Regions from separate parts of the Zea mays genome. Here region 1 is linked to region 2. A link is a contact called in public Hi-C data. All regions are on one chromosome and are shown on one strand. The core of a region is the stretch at or near the end of the contact, and the rest is flanking DNA. Distances in the headings are between cores, read along the strand shown.

The links. Hi-C and Micro-C count contacts between places; a contact is called where the count stands out from the background.
Region 1: a contact with region 2 is called in a Hi-C map of leaf, with 6 times the contacts expected there. The contact joins the enhancer-like site here to the promoter of LOC100135422 in region 2. A contact is called at or near these places in 3 of 25 Hi-C or Micro-C datasets (bundle sheath, leaf and tassel).

The regions. Positions count from the first base shown.
Region 1 is chr10:89,329,116-89,335,872 of Zm-B73-REFERENCE-NAM-5.0, reverse strand. No RefSeq gene overlaps it. Among protein-coding and RNA genes, the nearest start is that of LOC103641360, 120 kb to the right of the region's middle. Within about 2 kb of position 1,957, at least 17 of the 20 cell types and tissues checked have an H3K27ac peak or open chromatin away from gene starts, as enhancers often do. A contact at or near this core is called in bundle sheath, leaf and tassel, where this site is marked.
Region 2 is chr10:89,062,218-89,069,615 of Zm-B73-REFERENCE-NAM-5.0, reverse strand. It overlaps LOC100135422, which reads left to right and starts at 3,979. Exons shown (of 1, transcript NM_001114162.2): 1 at 3,979-4,421. The coding sequence starts at 4,065. The coding sequence ends at 4,241.

The DNA.
Region 1 (6,757 bases), core at 708-3,207, 270 kb before region 2:
AATGATCACTAGTCACAATTATGGAACTTGGAGAGATTTGGAAGCTTGAATGTGTCTTTGGTTGAAATGAATGCTCTTGTATTGAATGAGAGTGAATGAGAGGCTTGGATGATTTGAATGGAGGTGGTTGGGGTTGTATTTATAGCTAGTAACCACTTCCTAGTCGTTGCTCCTTTTCTGCTGAACGCGGACGGCTGAAATCGCAACGGTCAGCAGTAACGACTATATCAATGGCTATAAGTGCATTAAATGCGTCGTTAGATTGTCAGACAAAGTAGTCACGGACGGTCCGCGAGGACGCTAAAAATGAATTTTACCGAACCCGTCACCTTCGGGTTTTTCTGGTTTTACAACGTCCGGACGATCCGCGCCTGGTCCCGGACGGTGCTCGCTTCTCCTTCGGACGGTCCATAGTGTTAATGTATGTTTTTGCAGAGTTCATATCCGAGGCTCACCCTAGTGTCGCGGACGGTTCGCCGCAAGGGGCCGGACCCGTCCGCGCATAGGTGTTTTTTCCAAAAAAACTTCTCCTGTCCGGAATAATATATGGTATTCCGAACAGTCGACTTAGAATAGTTGTAGATGAACTTATGCACCTGAAAAATGATCAACTAGAAAAACTAGTTAGTCCATAAGGTTTGTGATGGTGGTCAAATACCAAAATCGATTATAGGAAATGTTTGAGGCCATTTCCCTTTTAGTAAGTCCGTACGAAATGACCTTGGTCATTTCTTGAAGGGCTTGAAACTAGGCTTAATACGTAACCGATGCTCCACTAGCTCTTGGCTTAATCCTAACATCTCAATGTGGCTCCAAGCAAAGCAATCAGAATATTCTTTTAATAAGCCGATCATTTCATTCCTAGGATCGGCTTCCAAGATCTTGTTCACAAAAGTCGGCCTTAGAGTTTTACCATTTCCTATGTCAATCTCCTCCAAAGGAGATCGATGTAAACCCCTATCCTAATTTGTCGAGATCTCTAAACTCCTCTATTGTGCTTACTTCAAAAGAGTTTGAGGTTGTCTGTGCATTTTCGGACTGTCCGATCGGACCGTTCATAATAGTGGACCCACTCTGTTGCCCTCTCTGGTAGCTGTCGGACTGTCTGGCCTTAGGAGTCGGACTGACTGTGGGAATGTCAGACCGTCCATCCTTAGGGGCCGGACCGTCCTTGGCAGGGCCTTCATTTTTAGGTGTCCTCCAACAACTCCCACGAGTTTAGAGGGATAATCATATGTGGAGGTAGGAGTTAATCCGCCTGATATGAATATATGATCTAATCATGGACTGTCCGCGCTTAAGGGTGGACCGTCCGCAGGGCAGACTGTCCGCGCCTAAGGGTGGAACGTCCGACCGTGCCTAGTGCCACAAATGGTGCTCACCAATCCCCTATCTTATTCCTTATTTTAAACTATAGTGTAAATCTTTTATTTTACACTATCAGTTGACAGCCTTAGTGCATGTACAACCCCATTAATTGAGGGGTATTTTGAGGAGTCTCTATTGAGTTAAGTGTAAAAAATTCAAGAGAGCCTGTCTCTTCACGACTTTTTATACATATTGTCTTTTAACTGTATTAATGTTCTACAAGCTTAGGGTGGGTTGTATGGTGCAGTGTCTTAACCGTCTTTTCTACTTGAAAAATCGAGGAAGGAGCTTTAGTTTGTACGTGTCCTCAGTAGTCGTTACGTTAAAAAAGAATCTCCAAACAATACGGGGCGACTATGTGCCACTGCCAATGTGGTGCCACGCACGAAGAGCCTCAAGATTCTCGGCTCTTCCTGCTGATTCCTGCGATCCGCGTGGGCAGGTGGCCCTCATTTATGCAGCTTTTGATCCGCAGGCGTCATGGTGCGACGCCGGCCGCAGGTTCGGCGAGTGTTCACGTGCGGCACCAGGACAACTACCTATACCCCGCGACCGCAGTAGCTAGTGCTTGTTTACTTTACTGGTCGTCTTGTTCCATCAGGGCATGGTCCACGTGCGCGACGACCTTATCCTGGCAGGTCTGTCGCCTTTGGCCTAACGTCCGCATCTTGTTTCGAACACGACGACTAATCTTGTCGCGTTTTAGTTTGGGCTATGAATGGTGATGGGCTCGTGAGATGTTCATATCGGAGAAATGGGCTCACAGTCAGGGTGACATGGTGTTTTGGTCCATCGACTTTTGATCCCAATTGAGCCGACATGGGTGTTTTGGCCCCAAATCTAAATTCTAAAATGCAAAATCAATCCAAACAAACTTGGATTAAGCTGAAATTTTCCACACACCTTAACAAGCTAGTTTCGAAGGCATCCACAAAGTTTAAGCTCAAAAAAGATTTGAACTTCAAAGTTAGATCGAAAAATATGAATTCGAACGAGAGTTTTCTCAAAATGACACAAGAGATTGGAAAATCGTGCTCTAGGTGGTCCAGTGCATACCATTTGGTGACAGTAATCCTATGAGGTCATAGCATATTTCCATCCCTTCCAAATGACCCCAAGAACTCATATTTATTGAATCCCACAAAAAATCGAAACGAAGAGCTCAGGAAGAAAACTTAAAGGAAGAACTTCAAGCAAACCATTTTGTGTAGGGATTTACCATAGAAGTCACGACCCACACTTCTTGATTCATAAAATCATAGATGCAATAAGTCCAAAAGCAAATAAGGATCGCCTAACAAGATAAATTACAGAGCGAAACCATATGTAGAAGACTATAGATATAGTCCGAGAGATAGCTGGTTGTGCAACCCCCCTATTTATAAAGAATTTTGTCTTCTCTAAACTATACATAGATACATAGAGTTTATCCACTCAGTCGGGGACAAAATGAACCAACTCTTAAGATATTGAGCTGACATCCATACTCTCTTCTTGAAGTTACTCTGCCTTGACATATTCTCCGTGATGATATCATGTGCCGTCTTTGGTTCTCTCCAGAACGTGCTGTCAAGTTTTCAGGCCCAAACTCGGTGTCAAGCGTGCGAAACTTTTGCTGGATAGTTAAGGCTCAACCACCAAACCTCCATAGACAGCGTACTTCATAGGCATCTCCCGCATCTTGAGCACGTGTCTCGTCGATCTTCAATCGTGTCGGCAACACGATCCGTTCCGCCATGTTTTTGCGCTTGTTAGTGTTCCAGGTGTCAGCCACCACGACTAGTCATCTAGCTTTTCGAATCCTTCAGTCAAGGCTCAGCGCTTCCTTCAACGCTTTTTGGTCTATTAGCACGAACATGTATGATCTTCACCTTCACTATCACTCACCGCCTCGGGACTCCACATCTACACACCACGAGTCAAGACACTTGTTATACGTACACTCACACCTCGGTTAGTCCATACATCTCAACCTAAAATGATGCTCTTGTTGGTAATCACTCGTCACAAATCCAAACTATAAGGATACGGTTGGTGCCGATGTGGTCACCAAACACTATAATGAACTGTCTGACAGTACTTGATACCTTTATATGATGTAGGGTCGAATAAAGTTGAAGATCTTTAGAGCACTGGGTCACCTCTATGATGACCACCACCTATTTGGGACCAAACAACAACGAACCCTAGAATCTTCTCGTGATGAGCAATATCCTAGGTTCCGCTCTGCGAGGTGAACAGTGGCGGCGGTCCGCGTCGGATCGCCTGGCGGTGCTCACTACAACAACGCAGACTAAAACGGTGCTCTTGTTGATAATCACTCATCATAAATCCGAACTATAAAGATACATATCTTCGCAAATATATCACGACCTTGACCGTGGCAGCCACGTCTCAACTCGCGCTAACAGTTTTCAACGTGTCATGGAAAGGGATTTTGTTCAAGAGTAGTAGTTCATCGGCGCATTGCTGACAGGTGTAAAGGAGTAGGAAAAAATGATCATTTCGATGTCAAGATAGAATCATCATAAATTACACGCAATGTCAAGTAACTATACTGCAACAGTGACATGCCGGAAATATTGACTGCTGCGCTCTCCTGGTGATTTTGCACATTGTTAAAAAGGAATATCAGTCTCTAGCAAAATATGAGACCAAGCACATTGATGATGGTAGATCTAGAGACATGGAGTTAATAAAATAAAGGTCCACGTCTAGGCTTCTCCATGAAATAGAAGATGACAATGTAGACAACAACATGAGCGGACTAGCTCCAACAAGGAGCTCTAAAGGGTCCTGTACCCTAAATTTAGAGGATGAGGACGTCCTCTACTCTCTCCAGCAACGTTCTCTAAACGGTCTTCTAAATTTAGAGAACGCTGTTGGATCCTCTATATGTAGAGTTTCTCTAAACGGTTCTCTATCTATTTGAATACTTTAAACAACCGGTTTAATAAAACTAAAATATATACAATATATTTGAGAGTATGACAAATACGTATGTACAAAAATTAAAAAATTAAAAATGTCTTTAATATATGTATTTACATATAAAGGACGTGATTTAGAGGACATTGTTGGAGAGAAAGTAGATATAGGAGATGAAATCTTTTAAAGAAGACTGTAAAGGCCGGATATAGAGGATGTATATAGAGGACGTTGCTGGAGACAGTCTTAGACCCACCAGTGGATTATTTGTGAAATGTTTTCAAAGTATCGGGCATTGACGAGTAAAATCTCTACTACTTATTAAGGCGGTAAGGGGTAGGCTGCCATTCCCATTCCCCTCTTCCCGCACTATCTTTCTCTACCAGTATTCTGTCATTCCCATTACCTCCTCCCCACATTGTCTTTCTCATTCCCCCTCCCCGCAAATCTCATTCCTATTTCCACGTGCATCCCAAGTCTAGCTAAAATTAAATTAAAAAACATAAATAAAGGTCCACGTCTAGGCTTCTCCATGAAATAGAAGATGACAATGTAGACAACAACATGAGCTTAGACCCACCAGTGGATTATTTGTGAAATGTCTTCAAAGTATCGGGCATTGACGAGTAAAATCTCTACTGCTTATTAAGGCGGTAAGGGGTAGGCTGTCATTCTCATTCCCCTCTCCCGCACTGTCTTTCTCTGCCAGTATTCTGTCATTCCCATTACTTCCTCCCCACACTGTCTTTCTCATTCCCCCCTCCCCGCAAATCCCATTCCCACGTGCGTCTCACGCCTAGCTAAAATTAAATTAAAAAAACATAAATGTGGTCCTAATGGGATTCAAACCTGCAACCTCTCAAGCAAATGTGCTTGTAGCTACCACTACACCACATGCAATGTGTGTTTATGTCAATATTTGTTACAGTAAAAATATCTACTACATCTCTCCCAAAGCCCACCTGCTACCTTTGCATAGATAATTATCAACGAGATTCCTGAATTATATTTTTGGATGGAGGGAGTAGTAATTAAAGAAGAGCCTTGCATGCAATTTCTTTTGTTTGAATAATGTTTTCAACTTAATTTTTTTTATATGTGTGACATTTATTCTCCGTAATATTTTTTCCATATCTAACTTGTGAGTTATTTTCATAAACCAACGCCAAAGATGAATCCATGTTTCTTACTTGTAAACCCCGAACAAACACCACTGGCAGGAGGCGCTCGCGTTGGCGTCGCTCATCGACGACGAGAAGAAGCTTGGCGACTGCCAGTTCGACCTCTGGAAGCAGTACTACGTGGCCACATGCGTCGCTGTGTTCGGCAAGCTCCAGCGCAGCCACCGCTTGGACGCGGTCCAGAGCGGCTGCACCGCGCTGTCCATCTTCAAATAGGGGGACCTCATGGTCGTCGCCAACGCCTGCGACTATCGGGTTGTTATGGGCACCGCATCCGACAACGGCGCCGTCACACCGTCTAGCTCATCATCCACCTGAAGCTCAACCTCCCACGTAAGTCACTACTGATCGGCCCTGAATTCTTGTGCGCTGGGACGACGGCCGTTGCTGAAGTTGTGTGAGTGTCCTCCAACAAGATTTATGTAGAGGAGTAACACATCCGGTGGTGCAACGGCTAGGTGTATTACCTCGCTGATGAGCCTGGGGTGCACTTCGTTTGGCAGCCCAGCCAAGAGTCATCGGTACTCGCCATGTCGTGCGCGTTTGACGACTACTATATCAAGGACTATGGCGTCATCTTGGCACCAGAGGTTACGCAGAGGAGGACCGACAGTAATGATTACTCGCCATCGTCGGGGTAGATTTTGTGCCGGCCTTCCTTTAATTCTCTTCGCAAACACATACACTTGCTTTTTTGTTTAAGCAAGCGTGTATGGTGGTGCGTACCTAATGACTGACAATGTACGAGGGAACTTCTATCGGCAGGTGTGACACGTGCTCTTCAATGATGAGACCATGCAAATCGTGGTATATATCAAAGTCTGCATGATACTGATGGTTGTAATGTTTATGTATGGCTAGGATTACAAATAGATTATGAAATATTTTTTTATAATAATATAAGACACATTTTGTATATAAGTTATTATGTTATTATATGTTCCCGTTGCAACGCACGGGTACTCACCTAGTATATATATAGGGCTAGTTTGAAAATCTCATTTTATAAGAGATTTCTATTTTTCCTTGGAAAAATAGGAACGTGAGAAAATGGAGTTTCCAAATTAACTAGCTCGTACTGTTAAAAATAGACGTGGGAGAATTCATATTATCATTGGGCATGCAATACATTTTGATTTGCTTCACCACAAACAAGTGGAAATTTAAAAATAAATACCTACGAACGCATACACTTGCAGTAATCAAAAGTTGGTTTTATACATGTATATACGATCGCGGGCGGAGATCGACCAAGAGCTGTCTAGCTAATAATTAAGAAA
Region 2 (7,398 bases), core at 2,730-5,229:
CTGGTCGCGGTTGAGCTGTTCTTCGCGGTGGCGGAGACCAGTTTGGGGGAAGTTTGAAATTCCAGAGCTCGGGTGAACGATTAAGGGTGGGAGCGGGTGCTAAGGCTTCACGATGACATAGCGCAGCTGCCCCGGCCATCAATTTATAGAGGGCATCGACGGTGGCGCTCAATTTGGTCGGGCAGAGCTGGCGGCCGGAAACTGGGAAGGATCATGGCGCAGTGAGTTCGTGTCCTCAGTCGTGGCGAGCTCACCGGCGACGATTTGACGGCTGTAAAGAGTCACAGCGACGCGACAGCGGTGTTCGGATACGTGGCACAAGGGCAAAAGGCGGCGGTTCACCGGTGAGCCTATCTGCTCCAGCCGCAAAGCAGGGGGAAATACGGCGGTGAGTCACCGGAGTTATCCCCAGGGCATGGCTTTTACCTGGCGGCCTTATCGGGTCATCGGCGACGCAAATCCCACGGCGGTGGCGCGAATCACGGCGAGGAGCGGTCGTCGGTGATGAAGCGGCTGCGCTGGCGGTCTGATCTGATTTAGGGTATTGTACCATCGTGAATGGGGTTCAGTCAGTCTGACAGACCGTTTTTGAGCTTGATTTCCTCCCAAATTCATATGGCAACATGATCAACACATTGTAGCAAAATTGTAGAGCAATAAACCACCTACAACATTGCTATATGGTGTTACCACAAAAAGGCAATGGATCATGCTTGAAATTGGGCTTGAAGTTGATGTCAGTCCACTGTGAGTCTGATTTTAGGCTTTAAGTAGTCTGACAGTCCAACTTTGGGCTTAATTATCTCTAGATTTTTCTCAACAACTGAGCTCACACTCCTAAGCAAAGTTGTTCTCCTATGATTGGTCTACAACTTTGATGTGGTGACATAGGATAAAGACCCTATACTTTGAAAGTTACAAAGCCCCAAAGTTGAGCCCACCAATCTGAAATTCAGACTTAGAGTGAAATCTCAATTGGGGTCCTTTTTGCAAATGAATCCAAAACTTAGGGTTTGGCTTGTAAATCTTCCCAAATGTGAACCATGTGACTTTATATGCTTAAACATAGTACTTTTGACACTTTAGTCCAAATGTGCATAATTTTTGCAGATAGGCCCCTAGGGTTTGGATTTAGGGTTTTCCAGGGTTCCAATTAGGGTTTTTGGTATCCCAGGGGTATAAATGTGATTCAAGTTTGTTCTTGGGAACATTTTATTACTATTCCCCTAAAGCTTTTAGGTTTTCTCAATTTGGGTTATGTTTTACCCCTTTAATCCCTATTTAGGGTTAAGTTCCCTATCCAGGGTTCTATTTGCAAAACACTAAAACAATACAACTTGATTGAAATTTTTACCTAGTGAATGCACTCTAGGTGTGTCAAACATATGCAATGCCAATGCTTATGATGTTATGCTCAAGTTTTAGTTACAGTAACACCAGGGGTGTTACATCGACGGTGCCCAAAAACTTGATATGGCCCCTGCCCTGTGCAGGGACAAGAGGGAACGTAAACTTCGGAGATTCTGCTCTGCTAACCCCGATGGCATGTCGGCGATGGGATGGGGAAGACGTGGGCAGCGCAGGAAATGGAATTGGGAGATGAAAAACTCTACGCTAGGGACGATGTCTCGTCCCCATTATATGCACGCGACACGGCTAAGGTAAGTAATTCGCCACGTGATCACAACACTGACATGATTGACCAGCAATCAATCAGATCAATCATAATTAATGCAAGAATAATTAATTAGCAGAATAGGCCAACACAATTTTTTCATGCATTGCAAAAATATAGAGCAGCAAAAGAAAGTTGCGCACCCGCAAGGGCGAAGGAAAGAAATCGCCGGACCATTCACGCGAATATACAATCAACCCTATATATGATCAATTTGCGTGACTTGCTACTATTTAAAACTTTTGATGGTGACAGCATTATCATCACCCATTTACCTTTTCTACTTTCTTTACTTTCATTGGTTAGATCATCTTCAACAGTTTGGTAAAGAATTTTGATTAATTATTTTGGCATGACAAAAAAAACTTCTCTCGGCAACCCATATAATCTATCTTGAAAAACATAGGCATCCAAGAGCAAAAATACACGGGCGGACACTCTACTCTTTATCATGGGGCACCGATTTCCCTTTTCTGCAACACTCTCTATCCCCTAGAGATTCAACGGAATTGAAAGTCTAACTACTATACTTTTAGATATGAGAATACTATGTAGAAAAGCAACAAACAGGTAAAAGAGATTTTGTTTTGTAGGTTACGTTCTTGCTATGAGTTAGGATGCTAAAGATGTTAGATTGATCTTATCTGGCTTAGTCAAAGGACTGCATGAACCTTTTAGGTGTGGCCCTCTTTCACACTACATATATAAATAAATAATAGGACCGACACATAAATTAACATATGAAAAACCTTTAAAACATTTGAATCGATGTTCAAACATGTTTTGAATCCTTTTTGTGATAAAAGTATGAGATGGAACCAACATTGATGCAACATACACACCGTAAATGTTGAATGTATTTTTTGCACAGTGATCTTACAGAAAATGTTGAATGCAACATACACACACGCATGAATCCCCCCCCCCCCCCAAAAAAAATATATCTTGCTTCCTGTAATGGTTATTTTTTATTTGATCTAACCTATGAGGTCTGGAACTAAATTCAGTTATTTATGGCCTTTATGTTAGTTTAGACACTTAATGGTTTTAAGTGAGGGGTAAAATGAACATTGTACTCCTAGTGAAAAATAAAAAAGTGCATATATCAGATTGTCTGGTCTAAATTTCGAGCAATGTTGCACAGACCTTACCTTTTAATTACCTACAAAATATATATTCTTTTTGAACATTCGATAATATATTTTTTGCACAGCATTATTTTACAATTAAAATGTAGATATATTTGCATTAGTACTCTTTAATTAAAAAATATTTAATATATTTTTACTTTACACAATTCTAAAAATATTAAACAATGCGTAATATTGCTCAAACCTAAAAAATAGATTGAACCCTGCGTCTCAATCAATTTTGTTTTGAGGACGTATCTGGTGCACCTAGAAGACTGGTGCACATGGTGCACATATTAAATCATTAACACTCATTTTAGATCTAACGTCTCTAGTTGATTATTCAATTTACAAATAACACCTTCCACCACTATACAACACCACGTTGGAGGGTGTCCTTAATAAAATGTACCAAACAACTAGAGACATTAGATTTAAAATGAGTGGTGATGATTTAATATGTGCACCATGTGCACCAATGTTCTATGTGCACCAGATATGTTGTCTTTTGTTTTTGCCAGTCATGTGACCCTTCACACAGGTAAGTGCTTAAACTAACAGGAAAATCAAATCGTATAGCTACCTGGATTTAATATTTGGGACTCAGGAGAAAAGGGGCCCTAACATAACTGGGCCGTTCAGCAGCAGATAGATGTCGCCGTAAATTCGGCCTATGAAACTCGTCCATGCGGCCGTATAAAGACGACTTGTCGTTGGGCCCGAGTTAACTAGTTATAGGCCCACACGCGTTGCACGCGACTGGCGAGAGAGAAGAAGACTGGCTAGCTGTCAGTATGGGGTAACAAGCACAGCAGCAGCAGCAGGCGGCCGCACCGCACGCGGTCTGGCCGCCGTCCGCGCAGCGTGAAAGAAAGAATTGGATGCTGCTGCTTAGCAGCGAAGGAAGCGGGCAGGAAGGCCGTGTGGGGTCCACACCTCCCCGGACACCCGCGCAGCCGCCGCCCACGCTTGGTCCGTCGACCGCCGGCCGATCGATTGATGGATGCATGCATCCACCGTCCACGTACGCGGCGACGAGACGTGTTGCGTTTGCGTGCCACCGGACTAGCTAGTAGATCGCTCGACTGGTATGTAGCTGTCGCCATCCCATCGCCCTCCCTCTCGTCCAAGGTCTGCCTGCCTATAAAGTGAAAGTGAAGCCAGGGAAGAGGCAAAGCGAAAGGAGAGAAGGAATCCGATCCATCCAAGCCAAGCCAAGGCAGAGAAGAAGAAGAGGAGGAAGAAGAAGCATCGGCAGCATGTCGGAGGGGACTGCCAACTGCGTGGACATCCTGATCGCCATCATCCTGCCTCCGCTGGGGGTGTTCCTCAAGTACGGGTGCGGCCACGAGTTCTGGATCTGCCTCCTCCTCACCTTCCTCGGCTACATCCCCGGCATCATCTACGCCATCTACGCCATCACCAAGAACACCTAGCTAGTCATCCTTGCCGACGACGATCCATGTCTCTGTATCTGTGTCTGTTCATATGCCTGATGCCGACTTGTGCTGTATGTAGTTGCTTGAATTCAGTCGTGTTCCTGTTTTGCTACCGTACCCACCCCATGCATCATCTGTCACCGCGACGCAATAATCATAGTAATAACAAGTTCAGATAATCGAATTCATTCGCTGCTGTACTCCTCCTCATCTCTTCAGTATGCAGTACTTTATTACTTTCCCGTCCGGCCGTCCCAAGTCCCAACCAACCAAATTATATGACATTAATAATATATAGCGCATAATAAATAAACCTAGAGAAAAAAACACTAAAACGTCTTACGATTTTAAAACAGTTTTGTTGTAATAATAATTTGTATAAATTTCAGTTTCGTCTTTCAGCCGTCCTCTTCTTCTCCAGCTGATCTGGCACTGGCAGGGCAGCTGCAGCCCCACCTGTCCTCTTTATTACACAGCCTCACGTGGTACTTTACTGTACACGGAACGGCAACGGCTCGCCCATCTAGAGATGGCCAAATGGGCCTGCTGACGGCCAGGATGGTCCCGTTTAGGTTCGACCCGCTAGCCACGGTTAAAAAACTGGATCAAGATTCTCAAGTCCACGGTTTTATTTTCTTGTGTGAACCTTGCTTGTTGTGGGTCTAAAAAGATTGAGTCGGTCCAGTAAACACAGAAAAAATCTGACACCATAAATTTTATCATATATCCATATTATTAATTTAATATTTCTATATCAATGATCCATGAAACATGCATGTCCATAAATCAATATATGTTCTAATCTATAAAATTATTATTGTCTCGTATAATGACATAAGACACACATATTTTGAATAAAATTATAAACATTATAAACCATACATTTAACGAACAAGTCATGCAATCGAGAGCCGACGTAATAATAATAATTTGAGGGATTGAGTAACACTTCATTCAACACTTATAAATATAAGCCATTTATACAATTAACTTCCACTTACACTAAAATGAATCATGCAGGTATCTGATATCGATTGCGCTCACGTGTGCCTTATGTTTTGGTTGTAGAAGAGACTTCGACAACGGATCAGCAACATTCAAATTTGTGTACAGTTTACAAATATTCACACAACCTCTATTAATGATCTCATGAATATGGTATGTATTTGGATTTTGGTGCGATCTAGGTTTCTCAGTCTGTGTAGTGGCGCCATTATTATCACAACAAAGATATAAAGGATTTGGCACACTTGGAACCACATACAACTCAGAAACAAACTTTCTAATCCAAATAGTCTCCTTAGTAGCATCTGACGATGTAATATACATGACCTCTATCGTAGAACGAGCCAATATCTCTTGTCTAGAACTTTTCCAACTTATTGCTCCTCCATTTAGGCAGAACATGAATCTAGATTCAGATTGACTATCATCTCTATCGGTTTGTAAGCTAGCATCATATAACCATTTATAATGAACTCTTCCTCACCTCCATAAACCACAAACATATCCTTAGTTCTTTACAAGTACTTTAAGATATTCTCCATAGCCACCCGATGAGCCTCACCTAGGTTAAATTGGTACCTATTTGTAATGCTTGGAGCATAAGAAATGCCTAGACTTGTACGTAGCATGGCATACATGATGGATATGATTACAAGGACATACGAAATTGCACTCATCCTTTTTCGCTCACTAGGTGTTGAATGACACTAAGTATCATTTAGGGTAGGGGTGCAAACGGATCGGATCGTATATCGCCTTTTCCATATCCTAATCCTATTTTTATCGTTGGATTCAGATCAGAGCGGATATTATGCGGATGCGTATATGGATATTTTAGGATATTGAAAATGGTGCGGAGTCGGAGTGGAAGGGTGGCGGAAGCGGATTTCAAAGGTTGGATAATACATGTATACATCTATTTTTATAGCGATCAATAATTCATAAATTAAAGTTTAACAATTGACAGCATAACTTGAATATAGCTAGTATAAATAACTAATAAGTAGGTAAATAAAAATAGCATTACCTCACATACTATACGGTGTGTGATCGGTTGATCGCTGATTGATTTATGTCGGCTTGTTGCCTCTTGGGTTGGGGGTGGTGATTGATTTCTATCGTGTATAGCGTTTCATTTCCTGTTCAACTATATAGAAATTTTAGTTTTATTTGGCAGTAATCAATCATTGTTGACTGACTCTCTGTGTCTTTTGTAGTTGCCACACTAATCGGATATTATCCTATTTTAAGCATCGAATAATCCGAGTTCAAATATCGAATACTCCATATCCCTCGTATTGGTGATACCATATCCTACTCCGCATCCACATGTAGATCGGATTCAGATTATCCATATCCACATGGATATAATAACTCCTGCACCATATCCGTATAATTAGGATTCAGATTGGAACGGATCTGATAATTATCCACACCACTTGCACCCCTAATTTAGGGTAACTCCATGTTACATTGGCAGGAAACCTTTCTTCGAATCTTGCATATTGAACTATTTCAATACCTTGTCAATGTATGTACTTGTCTTAATCCAATTAGCCTTTTTGGCCAATCTCTATAAATATCAATGTCTAAAATATAAGCTACCTCTATGTGATCTTTCATAGTGAAACTATTTATTAATGAAAACTTGGCAGCTTGTAACATATGAATACCATTTCCGTTCAATTATATATCATCTATATACAGGACCAAAAATACATGTGTGGTCCCACTAGCCTTCTAGTAAACACAAGGCTATATTTTATTATTGATGAAGCCAAACCCTTTCCCACACTTATAGGATCAACAAAACCTTTAGGTTATATAATGTACACGTCCTCACTCAGATTTACATTTTGGAAAACTGTTTTGACATCCATTTGTTGAATCCCATAATCAAAATGGGCAACAATTGCTAAAATGATCCTAATAGACTTTAGCATAATAACGGGCGAAAATGTTTCATCATAATCGACACCTTGAACATGCTTGAAACTGTTTGCTACCAATTGTTCTTATGAATGTGGACATTTCCATTCATGTTTATCTTTTCCTTAAAAATTCAATTCCATTCATTGGTTTGAACACCATTTGATGGATCAACCAAGTTCCAAACTCAATTATCATGTATGGATTCTATTTTGGATCT